2 separate regions of the Mus musculus genome follow, and region 1 is linked to region 2. The links are chromatin contacts, called in public Hi-C maps. All regions are on one chromosome and are shown on one strand. The core of a region is the stretch at or near the end of the contact, and the rest is flanking DNA. Distances in the headings are between cores, read along the strand shown. Region 1 has its middle 27 kb from the start of Cdkl5. Region 2 overlaps Cdkl5 (cyclin-dependent kinase-like 5).

The links. A called contact is a pair of places that touch in the nucleus more often than the background predicts.
Region 1: a contact with region 2 is called in a Hi-C map of cortical glia, with 4 times the contacts expected there. The contact joins two enhancer-like sites. A contact is called at or near these places in 2 of 15 datasets of contacts at CTCF or cohesin (large pre-B cells and pro-B cells), 50 of 484 Hi-C or Micro-C datasets (B cells, CD4 T cells, CD8 T cells and 25 more), 3 of 115 datasets of contacts at active chromatin or transcription factors (bone marrow-derived dendritic cells, fibro-adipogenic progenitors and stem cell-derived neural progenitor cells) and 3 of 9 other capture datasets (adipose tissue, liver and pancreatic islet).

Annotation. Positions count from the first base shown.
Region 1 is chrX:161,019,144-161,023,801 of GRCm38.p6, forward strand. No RefSeq gene overlaps it. Among named protein-coding and RNA genes, the nearest start is that of Cdkl5, 27 kb to the left of the region's middle. Within about 2 kb of position 2,593, at least 9 of the 459 cell types and tissues checked have an H3K27ac peak or open chromatin away from gene starts, as enhancers often do. A contact at or near this core is called in cortical glia, where this site is marked.
Region 2 is chrX:160,933,825-160,938,970 of GRCm38.p6, forward strand. The region is part of intron 1 of Cdkl5 (cyclin-dependent kinase-like 5); the gene reads right to left. Among named protein-coding and RNA genes, the nearest start is that of Gja6, 29 kb to the left of the region's middle. Within about 2 kb of position 2,002, at least 4 of the 459 cell types and tissues checked have an H3K27ac peak or open chromatin away from gene starts, as enhancers often do. A contact at or near this core is called in cortical glia, where this site is marked.

The sequences.
Region 1 (4,658 bases), core at 1,343-3,842, 86 kb after region 2:
CACCTATGCCTTTTAGGGAGCAATACATGTTTTCCACCCAATTTCCAAAGAGACCATACCTCCCTAGAGATATACATTCTATTTGAGAGACTAAAAGACTCTTTTTTAAAAAAGATTTATTTATTTTATTTTATTATATGTGAGTACACTGTAGCTGTCTTCAGACACTCCAGAAGAGGGCGTCAGATCTTGTTACGGATGGTTGTGAGCCACCATGTGGTTACTGTGATTTGAACTCAGGACCTTTGGAAGAGCAGTTGGTGCTCTTAACCACTGAGCCATCTCACCAGCCCCTAAAAGACTCTTGTGACCACTGGAATAGTGAACTGCAAGTACCTCCTGTAAGCGGGCAGTGGCCTGAGGCCTACCACAGTCATCCACCACCATTTCTAAGAATGGGGCTCCCTAACTTGACTTTTCCCTCTTGTCACTACTTGTGCTTTAATCCTAAATTTGACTTCACTCAGTTTGGTCCACTCCCCACTCTTGTCCCTGAGGTGACCTTATGTGGCTCCATGGGTTCCTGTGTCTTTCTGGGTCACTTCCTGTTTAGTCTGGACTGAATTATTGCTTTCTCCTTATCTATAACTACTGGCTTTGGTTGAAACCTGCATCTTCCAGGACACCAGTTCCCAAGACTACAAAATGTCTATCACACATCAGAGTGTGTCATGGCGCGCGGGAGCAGGAGTGCAGTGTGTCTCATTTCTGAGCCTTTATATACCCTCCCATATTGAGAATTGAGCAATGCTGTGGTGGGAGGTTAAGGATGAAGGCCTCAGGAGGCTAAAGCAAGGGAGAACAAACAAGTTGTAGTCTGACCCAGGTTCCTGAGCTATAGAGATCAATATAGCTTAATTTATTTATTTCCCATTATTTGAGATAGGGTCTCATGAATCCTAGACTGGCCTCAAACAGACTTCCAATGTAGCTGGAAATGACCTTGAATTCATGATCCTCCTACCTCCACCTTCTGAGTTCTGGCGTTATAGTCATATGCTATTATTGCCAGTTTATTTGGTGCTGGGGTTCAAAGCCAGGGCGCCTAGCAAGCTCTCTGCCAACAGAACTATATACAGCCCCAGTCCTGAGATTAATGAATTTATTAATTTATTTGTTATTTTCCTAGGTGCTGGGGATAGAACCCATGGGTCTTGAGCATAATAGGCAAACACTCTACCACTGAGTTATAATCCCTAGCCCTAGTTCAAATTTTAATTGGTAGCATGTAGCATAGGGGCTTTTGATTGTATTTGGTGCCATAACTGTTTAACTCCATTTTTATTTAATACATTTGACCATATTGATTTTTAAACTGTTAAATATATTGCATATTGTTTTTATCAGTCCATGCATGAAAATTTTCAAGGTTTCAGTGAACGATCAGTTTAAATAATGATGCATTGGTATGATGACTTTCACAGCTAATTACTGATAAATTTCTACTTAGAGAGATTCTTATTGCTTTGACAGAAGTTGTTAAAAATGGGTTTTTAGGGGACTGGAGAGATGGCTCGGTGGTTAAAAGCACCGACTGCTCTTCTATAGGTCCTGAGTTCAATTTGCAGCACACACATGGTGGCTCACAACCATCTGTAATGGGATCTGCTGCCCTCTTCTGGTGTACATAAAGACAGAGCACTCATATACATAAAAAAAATAAATCTTTGAAAATGGGATTTTAAGCAAAATAAAGGAATGATGGTATACAAGTAATCCTAGCACCTGGGGATTGAAGTCACGAGTTCAAGACTATCGTCCTTCTTAGTTACAAAGGAAGTTCAAGGTCAGCCTGAGAGACTGTACTCACAAACGAGAAGGGAGGGAGAGAGAGAGAGAGAGAGAGAGAGAGAGAAACAGAGACAAGAATTTCTTTGTCTTGGTGCTTGTGACTTGTTTTTTGTTATTTTATTTATTTTACATGTATGAGACTGTGCCTGAATGTATGTCTGTTCAGCACAGATCCAGAAGAGAGTACTGATTCTCCTGGGACGAGAGTTTCAAACTGTTGTGAAATCCCATGTGCGTGCTGGGAATCAAACCTGGATTCTCCAGAGCAGCCAATGTTTTTAACTGCTGAGCCCTCTCTTTAGTCCCTGGCATTCACGATTTAAGTTCTTCCTGCCTGCTTCAGAGCCCATCAACCCTACAAAGTCCATCTCCTGTTTTTGAACTGATTTCAGCCCTTTCCATTGTTCCTCAGTTGCACACAGCTCTTCACTGTTCCTCAGTTACACACAGCTCTTCACTGTTCGGGAAAAGCCTTTCACTGTTTTTCCCCATTAGCATGCTATTCCTCTGCTCTTCACTGTCCCATCTCTTGAGTACATGGCCAGTATATACTTCCTTTTCAGCTAAAAACATCATGGTGCAGACGAAATGAAAACATGAAGGCAGTACAATACACACTAGTAACATGTAGCACCCAGGCGCTTTGCAAAATCGGATTCAACCAAGTGACTATGAATTCCAGTTGTCACTGTTCTAGGCCCCTGCTAGCCGAATTGAATCAAACGTGGCAGGTTCATTAATCAACTTCAAGTCACAGACAGTAAATGACACAGCCTTTGTTGAAAGTCAGTGACATCAGAATGTCCTTTGGCTGAATTATTGGAGGGCCAATGGAAGGTCGAGAAGTGTCCTATGAGGGCGCAGAGCGGGATGTGTGTAATTGAGTCACTTCAAGACAAATGAGGAATGAGACAACTGGCAAAATGAGAGCTTCATGGGACAGAGACTGGCAAACATGCCAAGCCCTGAGTATCTGTGACAGTGACTGGAGCTGAGAAGAGGCTCTTCAGTCCTGGGCAAGTACGATGGCTCAGTAACTGTGCTTATTGACAAATGTGCCAACCTGAGTTTGCTCGCCAGGTAAAAGGTAGCAAGAGAGAAGTGATTCCCACTGGGTTGATTCTCGTCTCTGCATGTGGGCCATGGCACTGGTGTGAACCATACCCACTGTTACTGAGCACTGTGCACACACAAGTGAATAATATTTACAGGGTAATTTAAAATGAGACAAAGGGATTCTTCAAGGCATGATGCTGCTCTGTTCAAGGGGTATCAGGTAGGCAAACACTTGTCTGTGGCCTATAGAAAGCTGGCTCTCCTGTGTGAGCCAGCATAGGCTCAGTTCATGCAGTTAGTAGCCCCCTCCCATCTCTCTCTCTCTCTCTCTGTCTCTGTCTCTCTCTGTCTCTGTCTCTCTGTCTCTCTCTGCTCTTTCTCTCTCTGTCTCTGTCTCTCCTTCATTCTCTTGCCTGCCTCCCTTTCCCTCTCCTTCTCCCCACCCCCATCTCTTCCTGTCTGCCCCTCCTTCCCTCCTTCTACTCCCACTCTGGTTTGGTTTTGTTCTTGAGACAGAGTCTCTCATAGCCCAGGCTGGCCTTAAATTCACTATGCAGCAGCAAAGGATGACCTTCAAGTTTTGATTACGCAGTACTGAGACTTGCTAGGAAAATACTTTGTCACCTGAGACACAGCCACAGGCCTCTTTGGGTTTTGTTATTGTTCTTTTTGTCTGTTTGTTTTGTTTTGAGAAAAACGTTACTGTGTAGCTCTGGCTGATCTAGAACTCACCAAGTGAATCAGGCTGAACCTGAATTCAGAGATGAACAGTGGAAGCTCTGTCGCAGAAACTGGGATTAACGCCATTTGCACCAAGCCAGGATTTGTTCTTTCTTTTCTTTTTTTTTTTTTTAATACAGAGTCTCCTATAGTCCAGGCTGACTCAGTATCTAATCAACTTTAGCTTCAAATTCTTCTTCTTCTTCTTTTTAAATTTAATTTTAATTTTAAATGCATGGGCATTTTCCCTACCTGTGTCTTTACTGTGTCTTGCGCCCATGGAGACCAGAAAACAGCATTTTGTTGCCTGGAACTGGAGCTAGAGATATTCAAGAGACACCATGATAGTGCTGGAAATCAAATTCAGGTACTCCAGAAGAGCAGTGTTCTAATTAGGGTTTTATTGCTTACAAGTGACACCATGGTCACAGAAACTCTCAAGAATGAAATATTTAATTGGGGCTGGCTTACAGTTCAGATGTTTAGTCCATTATCATCATGGCTGGAAGCTTCGTGGCATGCAGGCAGACATGGTGCTGGAAAGGAAGATAAGGGTTCTACATCTGGATCCCCAGGCAGCAGGTCTCCTCTGACTGTGAGCCACTGAGCCTAGCTGAGCTCCTGAGACCTCAAAGCCTGCCCTTGTACGTGACACAGTTCCCCCAACATGGCCACACCGACTCCAACAAGACTACACTTCCTGGTACTGCCATTCCCTATGAGCCCGTGGGAGCCATTTTCTTTAAAACCACCACAAGCAGCAAGAGCTCTTAACCACTGAGCTACTTCTCTGGTCCCTCACCTTGATCTCCTGATCCTCCTGCCTTTATCTCCTAAGTGCTGGGATTATAGGAGTGAGTCACTAAGCCACCCAACATCTACTGCTTTTTCTTTTCTTTGGTTCCTTTTAGCTTCTTGCTCTTCATTCTCAAGAATAGGGCCACGGTATACCTTTTTCTCTCTTAATTACTCGTCTAAAAAGGCACCCAGCACTCAAGTGTAAATCTGAATCGGCAGCTCTGATTTGCCTCCAATCCCATGGTCTCAAAGCTGATTAGACTAACCAGTTCAGCTAATCTATTTATTAGTCT
Region 2 (5,146 bases), core at 752-3,251:
AGAACCACTTTTATAGATTGCCTTGACCCCTGATCCCCACATATGTGAGATACACCTATATAAAACAAGTGTTTGCTTGTTTGTTTGTTTTTAAAGAAGAACGAAAACTAAGAATCTGATATACATACATCCAAAAATGCAAAAACTTAAAACAAATGAACTAAGCACCAATCTCAAGGTTAAAATGAATATATATGATATAGAAAAATCATTCATGCCAGAAATTCCAAAAATAGGAAACATATTTAAGTGGGTTTTAAAAAAGGGCAAAGTTGGGCCTTGGAAATCAAAGTTACAATTTACATTTTTCTTGTTTTTTGTTTTTATTTGTGTATTTGTTTTAAGCTAGATATGGTAGACTATGAACACACCTGTAACCCCAGCATTTGGAAAGGTGAGGCAGGAGAACTGAGTCCGAGGAGGCTAGTCTGGGACTATACAGAGAACCTATTTACTAAAAGAGAAAAAAAATACAAGAGGCAGAGTGTCAGCCTCATCATATCCTGAATAGAAAATTCAACCATGCCAGGGTGCATTTCTGCCCCCACAGAACTGTGAGCTAAAGCATATGGGTGATTTTTAGAGGAACAATAGTGGCAACTTGCTGTACAACAGAAAACTAATAAAAACAACCTCATTTCTTTTATTACAATGTTAAAACAGAAAAACTAAGCCACAAACCATAATATGTAGCCATATATGTGATTATATGTTTGTTACAAAAATCAGGATATTAATTACCTCTAGGGAGCAGCGAAATGGAGAAGAGACACATACTAATATGGTCTTTCAGAGATGTCATTTCTATTTAATTAATGGCTTAACTAACGATTTACTTGTAATTATTCCCTATTGTATATTTGTGTTTTTGGAATTTCTATGCTGTTATATTCAATCATAAAACATGTTCTTAAGAATTCACAATGACCCTAAGATACCATATATATTTAGTTTCTTCACCATTCATTTGGATGCAAATGAGAATTCTTATTGAAGATAAAACATTGAGCACTGCATTAATGACATAAACAAAAATGCCATGTCCTTTCTGTCACTGAGGCTTAGGTTCCACTCAGTTTACTATGTCTATTGCTAGATACCGTTAACAAAGCCAAAATATTCTTAGAGACAGATAAACCAGAGTTTATCACACTCCTCAAATAACACCCAGTGAGAAAGCTAATGAAGAAATGGAGTTTTTCTTCTATGAAAAATAACTGACATCCCATCTGAACTTGTTGAGAAAAAGGAAGCCAAAGTGCAGGTTTATTTCATGGAGTAGAATTAAGATTACTGGTAGAAAAGAAAGAAAGAAAGAAAGAAAGAAAGAAAGAAAGAAAGAAAGAAAGAAAGAAAGAGAGAAAGAGAGAAAGAGAGAAAGAGAGAAAGAGAGAAAGAGAGAAAGAGAGAAAGAGAGAAAGAGAGAAAGAGAGAAAGAGAGAAAGAGAGAAAGAGAGAAAGAGAGAAAGAGAGAAAGAGAGAAAGAGAGAAAGAGAGAAAGAGAGAAAGAGAGAAAGAGAGAAAGAAAGAGAATCAGAAAGAGATTTCAGCGCAGTAGTGATTAGGCAAGGACCAGTCATATTTATTCTGTTCACATTGGTCATATTTGTCAGATGCCTCCAACAGGCCATCTGATGGTAGAAAGGCTTTGAGATAAGCTGGTGAATACCAGCCTGCCTCTTGCTTTCATAACACTAAGGGGATGTGGGCAACAAACAAGCATGATAAATTTACAGTGACAATTACTATAAAAAATTAAGCCATGGCAGATGACAGAAAAGGGTCCTTTAGATAGGTGGTCTGAGAGTGATCAACCACATTCTGTTCTATGGAAAGAAGTAAGCCACGGCACAGGGTCAGGAGAAGAGCATTCAAGGCAATACAAAGAGGGACTTGATGAGCTCAGGAACAGAGAAGGCCAGCAGGTGGCAGGAAGGGGTGGCTGGAAACAGTTGGTCCCTGATTGAAACCAGTCTTGTACTGAACTAGATGTCCTCTCCAGTACCTTCCAAAGACAAGATTTGAGGTTACTAGCCATCAACTTCATAAACAAATAACCAAATGTCTCACAGTAATAAGTAACACCTAAAATTAGGAGAATTTTTAAATTATTACATTTATTTATGGAGAGACAGAGAGACTAAGAGAGAGAGACAGAGACAGGGACAGACAGACAGAAACAGATGTGGAGATTAGAGTGGAACTCACTGAATTCTGTTCTTTCCCTCCACAGTGTGGGTTCTGGGGATCAAAAAACAGTCAGGCTTGTGTGACAAGTGCCTTTACCCGATGAGCAATGTCATCAGCTCTAGAATTAATCTTCTTTCTGCATATGTAAGTAAGCAGGTAGCTATAAGAACTGACAGAAAGATAAGGCTTGGAGTTTATCTCATAAATTTCGAGCATCAAATTTAAAAGCTGCCTGGGCCTAGAATGTTCTCTTCATTGCTGAAATTATAATCTTCATCTCAACAGATCTTTTCTTCTGTTCAAAGAGAGAACAAAATCAGTTGAATCATGAGTTTTGTTTTTGTTCCTGGCATTGTTTTTATACATACAAATGAGGAGACCATTTTGTCACTGAAGACTGCACAGGAATAAATTTGGTACATGACTAAATTTGCAATAATAGAAGAATTCAAACAATTTGAAAGCATCTTAAAAACTCAGGATCCATGGATAGAAGGAAACCATTTCTGCAGAAAGCACAGCCCTGTGCAAACCATCCTAATTACCTTCTTGTGGAGGCTTTTCCACAGTCAAATGGGAAAAAGATAGTACACTCTATTTTAGTCTTCTTCCTGCATAGGACCATCTGACCCTCACATAATAGGGTCTTCATTCTGCTTTACTCTCTCAATAGCAGACAGTAATTTGATTTATTAATCTAGCCTCTAAACTTCACTTCCTATCATTAAATCAAACACCTACTTGGTAAGCATGAGTTACACAGAACTTGCTAGTGTGAAAAGTTTAAACTAACCAACATGTACCTTGTTGTGTCCTTTCCAGTCTTTCTACAAGGAAGGAAACACACTAATCCAATACCAATTTGATCCTCACTTCCCAGCACTTCCAATCCTACTAAACACTCCAAGCCTTCCAAAGAAGGCTTTGGGGATCACACTGAAACAAAGGAGCTAAAATAGGGCAGGAAAAACTCACACCATATTAATAATATACCAACCATTTAAGATATCTTAGAGGTTAAAATTGTTTTTGAAAGTAACTATATGAAAAATTTACAGATCAATTTTTACCAAGGTTACCACAAAATGATATTTTGAACCCCAAATCCTAAATAACTAACTTTAAAATAAACTTACAAAGCTTGGAACTTGCTAGATTTTGGTATACTGACATGCACCAGATTTTGGGATGCAAGTTACTGTGTCCCCTACTCCAAGAAACAACAACAACAACATCCTTAGGATTATAACATGATGGAAGGAACTGGAGTTCAAGACTAAGGAATACTGAGCTAAGGAGCTAGAAAGGTGCTTAAAAAAACTTGCTGTTTTTCCAGAGGCTTACATTTCTTCTACCTCCAGCTCCAAGGGATTGATGCCCCTAGCTTCCCTGGGTGTGTGTGTGTGTGTGTGTGTGTGTGTGTGTGTAGAGGTCAGAGGGCAACCTCCTGGAGGAGCAGGTTCTTTCCACCATTGGAGTTCTGAGATCATGAGGTTTGGTGATAAGCACCTTTACTCACTGGCCCAAGACTATGTATTTTAAATGCTACAATTTTTATTGTGGGACACAAGGAGCTACTAGAGGGTCAAAAGGTGTGGCAGAGACACAGGGATGACATGAAAATGTTATTATTCATATTTTTAAAAGAAAGACAATCCAGAACACCATTTTACACATGTTCTGAGTTTAGATATCCATACAAACGAAAAGGAGAAAAATAGAAATAAAAACCTGGGGAAGAAAATCTATTTATATTACAGAGTCAACATTCTAACAAAAAGTCCCCAATCCTTCTGTTCAATTAAGAGTAGAAGCCCAATTTTTTTCAATTCATATAATTATATCATTTCCCCCTTCCCTTTCCTCCTCCCTCCTAGTCCTCTCATGTATTTTCTCTTGCTCTCGTTCAAATTCATGGCTCCTTTTTTCATTAACTGTTCTCTCTCTCGCTCTCTCTCGCTCTCTCTCGCTCTCTCACACACACACACATACACACACACACACACACACACACTTGTAAAATCTGCTCAGGCTATATAAAGTTACCTGTATGAATGCTTTCAGGCTGTATAATGTTACCTGTATGTATGTTTTCAGGCTGTATAATGTTACTTGTATTTGTGTTTTTAGACTGTATAATGTTACATACAATGTTACCTGTATGTATGTTTTTAGGCCGTATACTGTTACTTGTGTTTGTGTTTTTAGGCTGTATAATGTTACTTGTATGTATGTGTTCAGCGCTCGCCATTTGGTATTGGATAACCAATTAGTGTGCAACTAGTGTGGAGCCTGGGAGAAGGCTCTTCAGGTAAAGGCACTAATTGTTAAGTCTGATGACCTAAATTCAACCCACAGAGTAGAAGGATAGAAACAACTACTCAAAGTTTTCCTTTGTTTTTTTACATGAATATTCATGCATACACACACAAAATAAATGTTTAAGATCAGTTAAAATAATCAAAAAAAACTTGGATATATAAGATATGAACTCCACAGTTAAGATCAACAGAATCAATTAACCTGGATCCTGGGGGCTCCCAGAGACTGAACCACCAACCAAAGAACATACATGGGCTGGACCTAGGCCCTCTGCACATATGTAGCAGATGTGCAGCTGGATCTTCATGTAGGTCCCCAACAACTGAAATGGGGGCTATCCCTAAAGCTGTAGCCTGTCTGTGGAATCCATTCCCCCAACTGGGCCAGGCCTTGTCTGGCCTCAGTAGAAGAGGATGGAGCTAGTTCTGTAATGACTTGATGGGCCAGGGTGGGGAGATCCCCAGGAGGGGGCCTCCACTCTCTCAGAGGAGGAAAGGGAGGATGGGGGTAGGGACTGTGATGGGGAGACCGAGAGAGGGACAGTGATTGGGATGTTAAATAAATAAATGGAAAGAATATACAATGTAACTTGGCTATACATATATTAAAGACTGAAAATTGGGGCCAGAAAAAT